Linked DNA regions of Mus musculus: all the other regions are linked to region 2. The links are chromatin contacts, called in public HiChIP or PLAC-seq maps. All regions are on one chromosome and are shown on one strand. The core of a region is the stretch at or near the end of the contact, and the rest is flanking DNA. Distances in the headings are between cores, read along the strand shown.

Evidence for each region. HiChIP or PLAC-seq counts read pairs in DNA pulled down with a chosen protein or histone mark.
Region 1: a FOXA1 HiChIP or PLAC-seq map of pancreatic cancer cells shows a contact between it and region 2. The contact joins two enhancer-like sites. A contact is called at or near these places in 4 of 484 Hi-C or Micro-C datasets (B cells, bone marrow-derived macrophages, embryonic fibroblasts and 1 more) and 6 of 115 datasets of contacts at active chromatin or transcription factors (embryonic fibroblasts, embryonic stem cells, epiblast stem cells and 3 more).
Region 3: an HNF4G HiChIP or PLAC-seq map of pancreatic cancer cells shows a contact between it and region 2. The contact joins two enhancer-like sites. A contact is called at or near these places in 13 of 484 Hi-C or Micro-C datasets (the AML12 cell line, MC3T3-E1-derived osteoblasts, bone marrow-derived macrophages and 9 more), 9 of 115 datasets of contacts at active chromatin or transcription factors (the 3134 cell line, bone marrow-derived macrophages, craniofacial prominence and 2 more) and 1 of 9 other capture datasets (embryonic stem cells).
Region 4: a FOXA1 HiChIP or PLAC-seq map of pancreatic cancer cells shows a contact between it and region 2. The contact joins two enhancer-like sites. A contact is called at or near these places in 1 of 15 datasets of contacts at CTCF or cohesin (the NIH/3T3 cell line), 5 of 484 Hi-C or Micro-C datasets (B cells, bone marrow-derived macrophages, embryonic fibroblasts and 1 more), 4 of 115 datasets of contacts at active chromatin or transcription factors (bone marrow-derived dendritic cells, embryonic stem cells, pancreatic cancer cells and 1 more) and 1 of 9 other capture datasets (embryonic trunk).

The regions. Positions count from the first base shown.
Region 1 is chr7:144,970,211-144,972,910 of GRCm38.p6, reverse strand. No RefSeq gene overlaps it. Among named protein-coding and RNA genes, the nearest start is that of Ccnd1, 32 kb to the right of the region's middle. Within about 2 kb of position 1,295, at least 87 of the 459 cell types and tissues checked have an H3K27ac peak or open chromatin away from gene starts, as enhancers often do. A contact at or near this core is called in bone marrow-derived macrophages, embryonic fibroblasts and pancreatic cancer cells, where this site is marked.
Region 2 is chr7:145,221,028-145,223,727 of GRCm38.p6, reverse strand. It overlaps a transcript of Tpcn2 not described here. Among named protein-coding and RNA genes, the nearest start is that of Smim38, 14 kb to the right of the region's middle. Within about 2 kb of position 1,312, at least 162 of the 459 cell types and tissues checked have an H3K27ac peak or open chromatin away from gene starts, as enhancers often do. A contact at or near this core is called in bone marrow-derived macrophages, embryonic fibroblasts, myocytes and 2 more, where this site is marked.
Region 3 is chr7:145,044,087-145,046,786 of GRCm38.p6, reverse strand. No RefSeq gene overlaps it. Among named protein-coding and RNA genes, the nearest start is that of Gm46023, 24 kb to the left of the region's middle. Within about 2 kb of position 1,321, at least 54 of the 459 cell types and tissues checked have an H3K27ac peak or open chromatin away from gene starts, as enhancers often do. A contact at or near this core is called in bone marrow-derived macrophages, embryonic fibroblasts, myocytes and 1 more, where this site is marked.
Region 4 is chr7:144,993,148-144,995,847 of GRCm38.p6, reverse strand. No RefSeq gene overlaps it. Among named protein-coding and RNA genes, the nearest start is that of Ccnd1, 55 kb to the right of the region's middle. Within about 2 kb of position 1,362, at least 37 of the 459 cell types and tissues checked have an H3K27ac peak or open chromatin away from gene starts, as enhancers often do. A contact at or near this core is called in pancreatic cancer cells and trophoblast stem cells, where this site is marked.

The sequences.
Region 1 (2,700 bases), core at 46-2,545, 250 kb after region 2:
ATACATACATACATACATACATACATACATACATACATACATACATACATACACACATAAGACTCTGTGATGTCAGGCCAGGCTCCCACCTGAAAAGGCCTGAACTAGGATCACAGGTGACAGAGATACCAACTGTGGGGGCTAAGGGCCCCACACACTACACAACCTCAGAGGGTCAGTGTAGAAGCCACCCCTTTTTTAGGATCTGGGCCTCAGACAGCCCAGGTTAAAAAGGCCATCAGCCCGTGCCTGCCTCCTCTTATTCCCTAAAGGAAGGCCCTGGAGTTTCCTGGATTGAGGACCGATAGCGCTGGCAGTACCCAGGCCAGGGGCAGAACTCAGTAAGACAAGTGAGTCCAGGAACCTTGGGGCCCAACACCCTGCAGGGTCCTGGGAGTGTCACTGGATTCTGGTCTGTCTCACTGTGGCAGGGTTCCTTCCCCCCAACCATCTCCTAGCCTGAGGCCAGGCCAGTCCTCCCAGCACTCTTCTCTGATGGCCTCCTTTCTAGAGCTGAGGCTTCCGGCATACACAGTTTCTCCCCACAGAGGAGAAGAGTCCAAAACTGGACCGCATTCATCTTGTTTACTACTGTGTTCCCAGCATTCATGTCCACCGGTGTTTGCTGAATGAATGAATGAATGAATGAATGAATGAATGAATGAATGAATGAATGAGAGTACAGCAACCAGGAGTGCTGGCAATACAGAAAGTCAGGCCATAGAACCCACCCTAGAGCAAGGCAAGGTGCTGGCTCTAGGGTGTTCCCAGGCTGCATCATAACCAGAACCATCAGGAAGCTGGCCAATTCCAGCTGCCCAAGGCTGGACCCTCCAGGGCCATTCAGCACCCAGGTTGTCTTACCTCTGATTCTGACCTTGTGCCAAGTCCCTCAATGCCAGGCCAAAGCCCTGGCTGTGAAGCCACACAGCCCCAAACCACTCCCTTACCTTTAAGCTCCACCCCCTGACAGCTCAGCTCCTCCAGATAGCCCCGCCCTCACAAAGCCATGCCCCTGTAGCTCCGCCCACCCCTATCCCCACCCCCACCCCCACCCCCACCCCCAACTTGCAGAAGCTCTCCTTGCTACCTGGGCTCAGGGCCCAATCCTTTGAAGGTGCCAGGTCTTTGATGGCACCTACCAGTGTCTCATAGACAAGAGACAGTAGCCCAGGAGGTCAGCTTCAGGGCCAACTCAGAGTATCAGGAAATTTCCAGTCCTACACTGCAAGGGCACCTCGAGCAGTGAGGTTCTGTTATTGACAGAACTGGGGGCAAAGCCAATAGTGACTCACCCATACGGCACCCAGATTCACGGGTGGGTCTCACCCTGACCATGATTTGACGTGGGCATGAGAGGGGCATGCCCTGGCAGAGTGAAGCATGTCCTTTCCAGGCAGATAGCAGTGGCTGACGTAGGCACATGCCGGTTGCATGCTCTGCCTATGCCTTTCAATGAACAGGAGTGGGTGAGCTGCCATTCAGTGTGGAGCAGGCAGGGCATGCTGGGGTGCTGGTGGAGGAGTGGCACCCAGAACGTAGCTCCTCCTCCATCACCTTAGGGCACTGTGTTCTGGCTATCTATCACCTCTACTGCAGACAGAAGCAGAGAAGCAAGACAACTGCCTGGCCTGGCAGGGAGGGGGTGGCCAGGCTGAGCAGGTGCCAGGAACCACACCAGTCTCTATCTACATACCCTGTCCTTGGCTTCCTCTTTCCCAGTGCCTCAACCTCTTCTGCTTCTGCCTGCCCTCCCTAGGAACCCTGCCATAGATCACAGCCACCCTGGAGGGTGTGGAGTAGAACTGCACATACTTTTGCTCTGTGTGTACCAGGCACATAGAGGTGCCATCCTGGCCCTTCAAAGGCAAGCAGGGGCCACGTGTCTCTTGACAAACAAGCTCTGCTGAAGTGCTGGAGAGAGCGGTAGCATGGCAGGCAGAGAGAGCAGGGGAGGGGAAGTGCTGAAGCTTTTTCTGTAAGCATCATTTAGAACTGTCTGCCTCCCACAAGACAGAGTTGATATGAACCTAATGTGGTGTCTCTCCAAATCCACGTGTGGATCTCAAGTCCCTGAGGGTGGCATTTGGGAGACAGGGCCATTGGGAAGTGATTGATGAGTCAGGGGACTGGTCACACTGCAAGTTCTCCCTTCCTTCCTAATGTGCGAGGGCATAGTGAGAAGACCATCCCTGTAACCAGGCCCCTGAGCTCAGCTTCCTGGACTGAGAAAGGAGTCTGGATGGAACACCATCTTCTGGGGGGCCATTCCCTCAGGATTATTCAGTGTCTGTGTGCATGTGTGTGAGAGGGGTTGCCTATAGAAGCCATAGGACACCCTCATCATTTCTCAGATGTCCTGTTTTGGTTTGGTTTTGAGACCCAGTCTTGCACTGGCCTGGGACTCGCTTATTAGGTTTGACTGTTATCTGGCCAACAAAGACCAGGAGATGGGGTGACAGGTGGTTGTGAGCCCTCTGAAATGGGCATTGGGACCTGAACCTGGGTCCTCTGTAAGAGACATGTATAACCCCCTAATCACAGACCCATCTCTCCAATGAAGCTCTTGTTTAATGGTGTCTGTGGAGGTCAGAGGGGGAACTTGCAGGGGTCAATGTCTCCTTCCCCCATGTGGGTACCAGAGATCATACTTGAGGCATCAGGCTTATCAGCGATACTCACCAAGTCATCTTGCCAGTC
Region 2 (2,700 bases), core at 63-2,562:
TTGCCTCCCTCCCTCCCTCCCTCCCTCCCTCCCTCCCTCCCTCCCTTCCTTCCTTGCCTCCCTCCTTCCCTCCCTCCCTCCCTTCCTTGCCTGCCTCCCTTCCTTCCTTGCCTCCCTCCCTCCCTCCACCTCTTTCTTTCTGGATCTGGGGCTGGCCTGGAATTTGCTTTGTAGGCCAGGCTAGTCACAGTCTGATGCCTTCCTGTCTCTGCTTTCTAAGCGCTAATATGACAGGTGTGCACACTGTTCCTGGCTTATTTAATTTAATTTAGTTTTGGGAGCTAGGGCTTTACTATGCAAACCAAGCCCACTTAGAATTCATGATGATCCCCCTGCCTCTGCTTCCTCAGTGCTTGGAATAGGTGTGTGGTGCTAGGGATGGAACTCAAGTCCTTGTGCATGCTGGGAAAAATCCCTCTATCAACTGAGCCAGCTCTCATGGAGATCATTAAATAATAACAGTCCTTGATGCCTCCCCATCCCCATCTACAGACGAGGAGACTGAGGCTTAGAGAGGTGAAGGGCTTACCCAGTGAGTCCTGTTGGGGCTCAGACCCCTGCTTTGTGGGTGTAGAGAGGTAGCCCTGTGTCCTCTGCCTAGCATCCCCCAGTAGAAGAACATCTTTAGCCCTCTCCTTCTCTCCACAGTTCAGTGGGTTAGGCCAAGGCCCTGCAACTAGATCCCATGGTCATTCTGTGGGGCCTGAGGTGTATCACCTGGCTCCCATATGTGCCTGAGGTTGCTGGCTAGTTCAGCAGGGGTGAAGGTTGGAGAATGAGCTCTCAGGGCTAGCTGACCTCTACATGCTGCATACATGTCCACACTGTAGCCCGGCTTCTGTCCCATGAATCAATGTATAGGAACTCCTGCCAGGGCCCAGCACACAGTAGGAGTTTTGGGTATCATTTCGCATACTGGAGACAGGAGGTGTCCTGAGAAATAGAACCCAGCACCCGGTCTTCCTGGGTTGCTGGAGCCCCATTTAATTCTGCAAAGGTCAGTTTACTCAAGGGGTGGCAGTGCCTGGGGTGGTGCTTGGCTCTGAGAGCACTGTGTGAGGAGTCCAGAGAGAGCACTGGGCAAGGAGTTGGAAGCCTCATCTGCAAGTCCCCAGCTAACCTAGGCCACACTGCCCTCTCCTGGCCCATGTGCTCCTCACCCCTGATGTGGCCCAGGTAGACTGCTGGCCATGGGACAGGACCCAGACACTGCCTGCTGTTTACCAGGATTCTGCTTGGAGGGTTCCACCTCCTGCCTGCAGCCCTGCTGCGGGCCTCCTCCCCACTGTGTCTGACTCACAACTTTGCTATGTATGCAGAGAACATTCCTGAGCCCCCGCCCTGCAGCAGGGCTCTCTGTGGGGGCAGACTGCAGGGCTGTTCACTGTCCCTGGAGAAAGACTTTTGCTTCCCTAGAAGTGTCCCTCATTCTGCCCTTGGGCCTCTTGGTGGTGGCCACAGCCTGTTCCTGTCTGGGACCTCAGCAAGTGTGTGAGTGTGTGTGTGTGTGTGTGTGTGTGTGTGTGTGTGTGTGTGTGTGTCTGGGGATTTCCTAGGACTAATCACTAGTCATCTTACCACAGAGGATAATGAGTCAGAGCAAGCCAGTACACCTGGGTCATCTATGTTCATAGACCTTAGACAAGTGGGGTTGGCTTTGTGTAAGTGACAGGGGACATGTGGTTGCAGCAATAGCAGCTGCAGGGCCCATGCACCAGTGACAATCATCTACCCAGTAATGTCCACACAGCCTGGCCTTCATAGAAGCTCCTCTTGGTAGATGAAGTTCAGCTGTGTGGCAGAGCCAAGTTCTGTACTACAGGGACCACTGGGTCTTCCCTGTCTGTCAGCAAGGAACCCTCAAGGTTCCCTAAAATCCTCAAGGCCACCCCCAATCAATCCTCTATACTCAGCCCAGGTCTCTGTTTGTGATATTCTGCTGTCCTTCCCTCAGCTGTGGGAGTGTCTGGTACCCAGGCCCTCTGAGTGCACAGGGCTAAGTACTCACCCGCTGTCAGTGACAGACACTGCTTGATGCCTGGGATGCTTAGGATCCTCTGCCGGGACCTGGAGCCTACCCCTGCCCCCACTTCCTTGCAGGAAGGCTCAACAGCCCTGCTGCCTTTGCCTTGCCTTTTCCTCCAGGATTCTGGTCCTGGCCTCACCCCTCTTTCCTGGAAGAAGAGACTCATTGTTTTTGGATTTGCCATGGATCCTAGGAGCCAAGATACATCTGGAAACATCAGGGAGGAACACAGAGTACTGGAGTGAAGGGTATCCTCTGTGGGGCCTTATCTTATGCAGAGGAAGGGAGGTGTTGATGCTGTTGTATTGGGGCAGGTTATCTCATCTCTCTGGTCAGGGTTGGGGGGGTGGTCCATGCCATCTACAGTTTTTGGGGGGGGTCAGTCAGCACATCTGGCAGACACTGAACCTGGGTCAGTGCCCTGTGAGAGCCTTGCTGTGACTCAATGTGATCATCTTAGTGTGGTGACTCTTGCAGGAATTCTGGGAAGGGACAAACCAGTGTAGGTAACAGAAGGCACTGGACTGGCTCTAGCAGCCTAGGCCTTTAGGTTGCCTGCACCCTCCAAGAGGGCCTTCATTGCTCTTGAGCAGATCTATCCCATAGAAACATCATATAGACACCGGGGGCTGAAGAGTGGCTCAGCGGTGGTTAAGAGACTGTATTGCACGGCC
Region 3 (2,700 bases), core at 72-2,571, 180 kb after region 2:
CTAGCCACAGAGCTTGGCTCTTTAAAGCTAGTTAGGCCAATGTCTTAAAAAAAAAAGTGAGAGAGAGTGGGCCAGCAAGATGGTTCAACAGATAGAAGTTCTTGTCACTATGCCTGCTAATCTGAGTTCAATCATCAGAACCGAACAGTGGGAGGAGAGATCCAACTTCCCCAAGTTGTCTTATAACTGCCACACACGTACAATTAAATGTGATAAAGAAGTTACTAAAAAGGAAAACTATGTTTTGTTGTTTTTGTTGGTGGTGGTTTTGAGACAGTCTTGCTATGTGGCCTCAAGCTTGCCCACCTCCTCCTGCAGCCACCAGAGCACTGTGGTTCCAGGCACACACCACCAGGCCTGGCTTGATGCAACTTTTTTTTTTTAATGTAAAATTTAGCTATTTCATGCAATACACCCAGATCACATTCCCTTCCCACCCTCCCACCCTCCTGCCCTCCCCAAAGCCTCACTCTGCGGCTCAGGCTAGCCTCAAGCCCATGGTGGTTCTCCTGCCTCAGACTCCTGAGTACTGAGATTACAAGTATAGCCTACACCTTGCAGGGAATTTGTTTTAAAAACCATCAAGGGGCTAAGGCGTTGGTGAGTGTGGGTCAGGGGGTTGGCTGCACCAGGAAGAGGCCCCTAGTTCAGATACCAGGCCCCATGGGAAAGCTGGGCACAGGGTGCATAGTATTGGGGGACAGACAGAAGGATCCTTGGGACCCAGTGAGCTTTAGATTCAGTGACAGACCCTGCTTCAAAAATTAAAGTGGAAAACAATGAAGGGAGACACCTGACATTGATCTCTAGCATCTACACATATGTACACACATACACACACACACACACACACACTCAAGTGGTCAGGGTTACAGCAGCTCGCTCCCTCACCTGTTGAGCCAACTCTTGAGGTCCCCTTTCACATTTTTACATTTTAAACCATGAACATTGATTGTTACTTAGAAATGGTTTACTCTCTAGCAGGATCCAAACCTCAGTAAGTAGTGAGAGCTTGGAGCTCTGAGCCTGTCTCCCATCACTAATGTCTGCCCCTCCCCTGGATGTAGACTGAGACCTCAGGGTGCCCTGCTGACTACAGTTCTTGAGGAAGAAAGCAAGGGGTACCCACCCAATGACCTCCAGTCCTTGCCTCCAGCCTACATTCCCATGGTTCCTGTCCCCAGGGACTTTCTGGTCCTGCAAGACTGGGATTCTGGACCCAGTGGAGGTGGACCTGCCACAAAGCAAGAAGGCTTGCCACAGTGGGGCCAGCCCTGGAATCTCAAAAATGTCCTGTGGTCAGGTCCTGGTCTCGCCTGTGACTCAGCAGCAAGGCCTGGCCAACAATCTGCTTTCCAGTGGGAGACTGTGCTGGGGCCCAGCAGGGATACTGGGAGGCCTGTGATCTCAAGGGCTGCTTGATGGCTTCAAGTGTCAGGAGGCTCATGTGTCCACAGTGTCTGGGGCAGGTGCAAAGAAGAGGGGCCATGTGATGTGCACACATAGGGCCACAGAGGAACCCATCAGTCCTGCAGCCAGGCACACTTCCCAGAGCAGCTGAGCACCTGCAGGCCTGCTCAGGTTGGGTCATCAGTGTGTGCTCTGCATTAGTGCTGCCCTGACCACAGGCCTCCATCACAGGTCTCTTTGTGTGTCTCCTCCTAGTGTCCCCATCTGTGCTTTGAAGCCCCCTCTGCAGGTTCCTACCACAGCCCCAGTGCTCTGGAGGGACTCTAGTAGCCAGGGCTGGCAGCTTGGTTTGGGCCAGCATCTCACTATGTAGCCTAGTTGTCCTGGAATTTGCTATGTAAATGTGGCTACCCTCAAACTCATAGAGAGCCTCCCACCTCTCCTGAGATTATAGGCACATGCTACCATGCCCTAAGTGGATCGTCTTTGAATGAATGGGTCATAGTGACAAAGGAGAACACCAAGATCTAAACCAGCCAGTGCTTGTCACCACCACACAGAGCACTGCTTGGAAGGACACTGGAGGGCAGCCCTCCTATCTGTGGCAGTTCCTTACAGGTACCTGTCCCATCTAGAGCCAGGCAGGAACACACAGGCAAAAGCCATTGCTTCACTTGTGAGCCAGAGGTCAGTGGTCACATTATCCTGTCACTGACAGGGAAAAGGCTGGGCCATCCCATAGTGCAGCCAAAGCCCCCAGACCCTCCAGACACTGCTTCCAGCCACCCTAGCTAGAAGCAGGATGGAACTGACCAGGCTTATCTATGGCCAGGCAGGATCTGCCCCATGTATCTTAGCTCTAAGACCCTGATGCTGTGGCCCCTGACCAGCTGATGGACCAGAATGTCCCCAAATGGATGAGGACAAACAAGACTCCTTATTGCCTTATCCATGAGTTGGAAGTGAGGGACTCATGACTCTCAGTTCACCCCAGAGTGACGTTTTCTATAGTTGTATCCCTGGTGTCATGTCCTCCACACCTGCTCGGACATGTGGGGTGACAAGCAGAGCAAGAAAGGTCCCCCTAGAGCAGTGTGTAGGCTTCAGGTGTCTTCAGAATGACAGATGACAGGGATTCAACCTTTGGAATATGGTAGTGACCGACGCCTAAGAACATACATGTTACTCTCTGAAGGGCCACCAAGGTCAGTATCTCCCACTGAACCTGCAGTTGGTGAGACTGACTGGCCAGTTAGCCTTAGGGTTCCTCCTGTCTCTGCCTCCCCCAGT
Region 4 (2,700 bases), core at 113-2,612, 230 kb after region 2:
TTAGTAATGGCTGGTGGCAGGCATCTACTTCTAAACATAGAGGTTCAGTGAGAGTCACTGAACTTAAACAAGCCCACCTGCAAGGTGCTATGGCCAGAAACTTTGAGACATGTTGAACAAGCCAACATTGTGGCTGTCCATAGTTGCAGGCATGTCTGGAGGGAAGGCGGGTCAGCAAGGGGACATTCGAGAATGATGGTAAGGTAGAGATGGTCTCAAGTCCCCCCACCTGGGTACTAGTCCTGATTTCCTCCCAGATGGACTGTGTGGACGGGAGGCACTTTATTTGTCAATTCAGAATTGGGACAACACAACTTCAAACTGAAGGCTGTGCAGGGTTTGGATGAGAGTGTGAACTCTCAGCCACGGGGTGTGATGCCAGCTGAGAGCCCATACAGTGCTGCCAAGTGTCAGCTCAAAGCCCTCCCTGCCTCTGGGATGCCAACCGGGGATCATCTCTTCTAGGTGGATCTGCAGCTCTGAGGAGGACTACAGCTACCTCAGGCTTCTATGGCTGGCTAAGGAAACCAATGGAACCAATTCCCATCTGCAGCCAAAGAGTGGCTTGCCATCGGCCTGTAGTCATGGTAACACTGGAGACTGCCTCAAGCTAGCTCCCCATCAGACAGGTACCCTAGAGTCCTAAAGGTCAAAATTACAGGACACCAGCTAGCATCATCTGAACGCTGACAGGCTAAATGTGGGCATGGAAATATGAAGTAGAATAGGACCAATAAAGGGAAAGTAGTCAACCCTAATTGAAGAGGGGAAGGACCCTCAGCCCACCAACAGTGGCTCAGTATCAGGTCTGAGGGCCTTTCTCTGCAGATACTTGTGAAAATATTTCCTACAGTTCCTGGGTCCCTTCAGGCCACTTGCCACTTCAGAGAGCTTCATAGTAAGAGTTCTACATACCCCTAACGCTAGGAGGGGGCACTCGGTTCTGGCTCTATCTGTGCCAGATGGCTTGGGCCCATCTGAGTGGCAGCCACCTGGGCTTGCATTCTCTCTGATGGAGTCCTATGTGTGACAAACTTCCTGAGCTCCACAGGACATTACACTCTGCAGTCAGAGTCCCTTGGTCTTGGGAAGATGGCAGAGAACAGCAGGTGACTTGCATTTGTCTGGTGTTTCTGTCTGTCCCTCATGTGTGGCCTCGGCTGGACACCAGGATCTGCCATCATCAGTCCCCTCTGTGTCAGGATCCAGCACAAAGCCCTGGACCAGGGTTTTATAGAGAGAGGCCTATGAGACTCAGCCTGAGGTCGCCCCTGTATGGCTCTCTGCACAGTGCTCAGGAGTTCTTACTGAGCCTGGGGCAATTCAGCATCCCAGAACCGGCACAGGAAGAGCCACCCAGCCGAGCATGAGTCACTGTGGTCCTTGCTCATTGACACTAATCCAACCAACAGGATATAATATGTGGGCCTTGCATTATACCTGTGGCAGGGCATTGTGCAACCTCTCTGGGCTCCCAGGACACAGCACTTCATACTGGGTGACTATCATTCCCTGGGGTACATGACAGGACTATTGATAGCTCTGGATGGCAAAAGCTGAAACATGCCCACACACTGTCCGGAGCCCAGGACAGTCCTATAGCTCTAAATGCTCAAGCTTTGACTTTACCATAGCAGCATGTACATGCAAAGGTTGGGAAGCAGAGGGACCTTCCTGTGCAGCTCAGTGGCCCTGGCCAAGCTGAGGCCAAGATCTTTGAAAAAAAATAAAATGTGCTGTACAGGAGCCCTCCTGACTCTGCTTCCATAGTGAGGCTTAGGGAGACGATCTACTTGGCCTGGTAGGGTAGCATCTCTGTCCAACCAATCATGATGTCAGGCAGCCATCAGGGAGCTAATGGCCTGAGTTTTCTTCACATCCCCTTGACTCTTGCCACCACCATCATCAAGCCCAGTCCAGATTCCTATGAATGTGACAGCCCAGTGACCAGCGGTGGCACTCTCTGCCTTCCAAGACCCCACTCTAGGCAGTTGCCCAACAGTCTCAGGATGCACATTCACACATGGGACCATTTTTTGAATTCTTTGGGAGTGAGAGCAGCCAGGCATCAACAGAGCCCTGTTCACAGGCCAGGCTGGCAACGAGAGAGGGAAGCTATTGTGCAGGCCCCACTACACACTGTAGAACAGTGCCAGCCAACCAGACTGCGGGGCAGAGCTTCAGAGGAGGGCCATCCCATAGATGACGAGGATCCCAACTCCAGAGGCTAGACCCTGCCTCTAGATAGCAACTGTCCCAGAAGGGAGACCATGGGGCAGCCATCTTTCCCCACAGAACAATGAGGTTGGAACAGCTTCATAACAGGCAGGCTGCTTTGACTGGGCAGAGGCAATTGAGGCCCCAGGCCAAATGAAACTCCCCATGCAGGCTTGGAGTCTCAGTCCCAAGATGCCATCTAGGTGGTACTAATGCAGACATAGCTAGAGGAGGCCCAGGCCCACTCTGTTCCATCTGGGCAGCAGCCTATGGTTCCCCTCGCCTCTGAGTCACACCTTCATCAAAACCTAGAAATCCCACACGCCCTAGCCAGAAGAGCAGCATGCACACTGTGAGCCCTTGAGTAGTGAGTGAAAGGGTGACTGAAAGAATAAAGATAAGCAAGAGGAAATGGATGGAGAAGGAGGGCATTGAGCTGGGGAGGGGCTTAGTTGGTAATTGATTCCTACACAAGCATGAGGT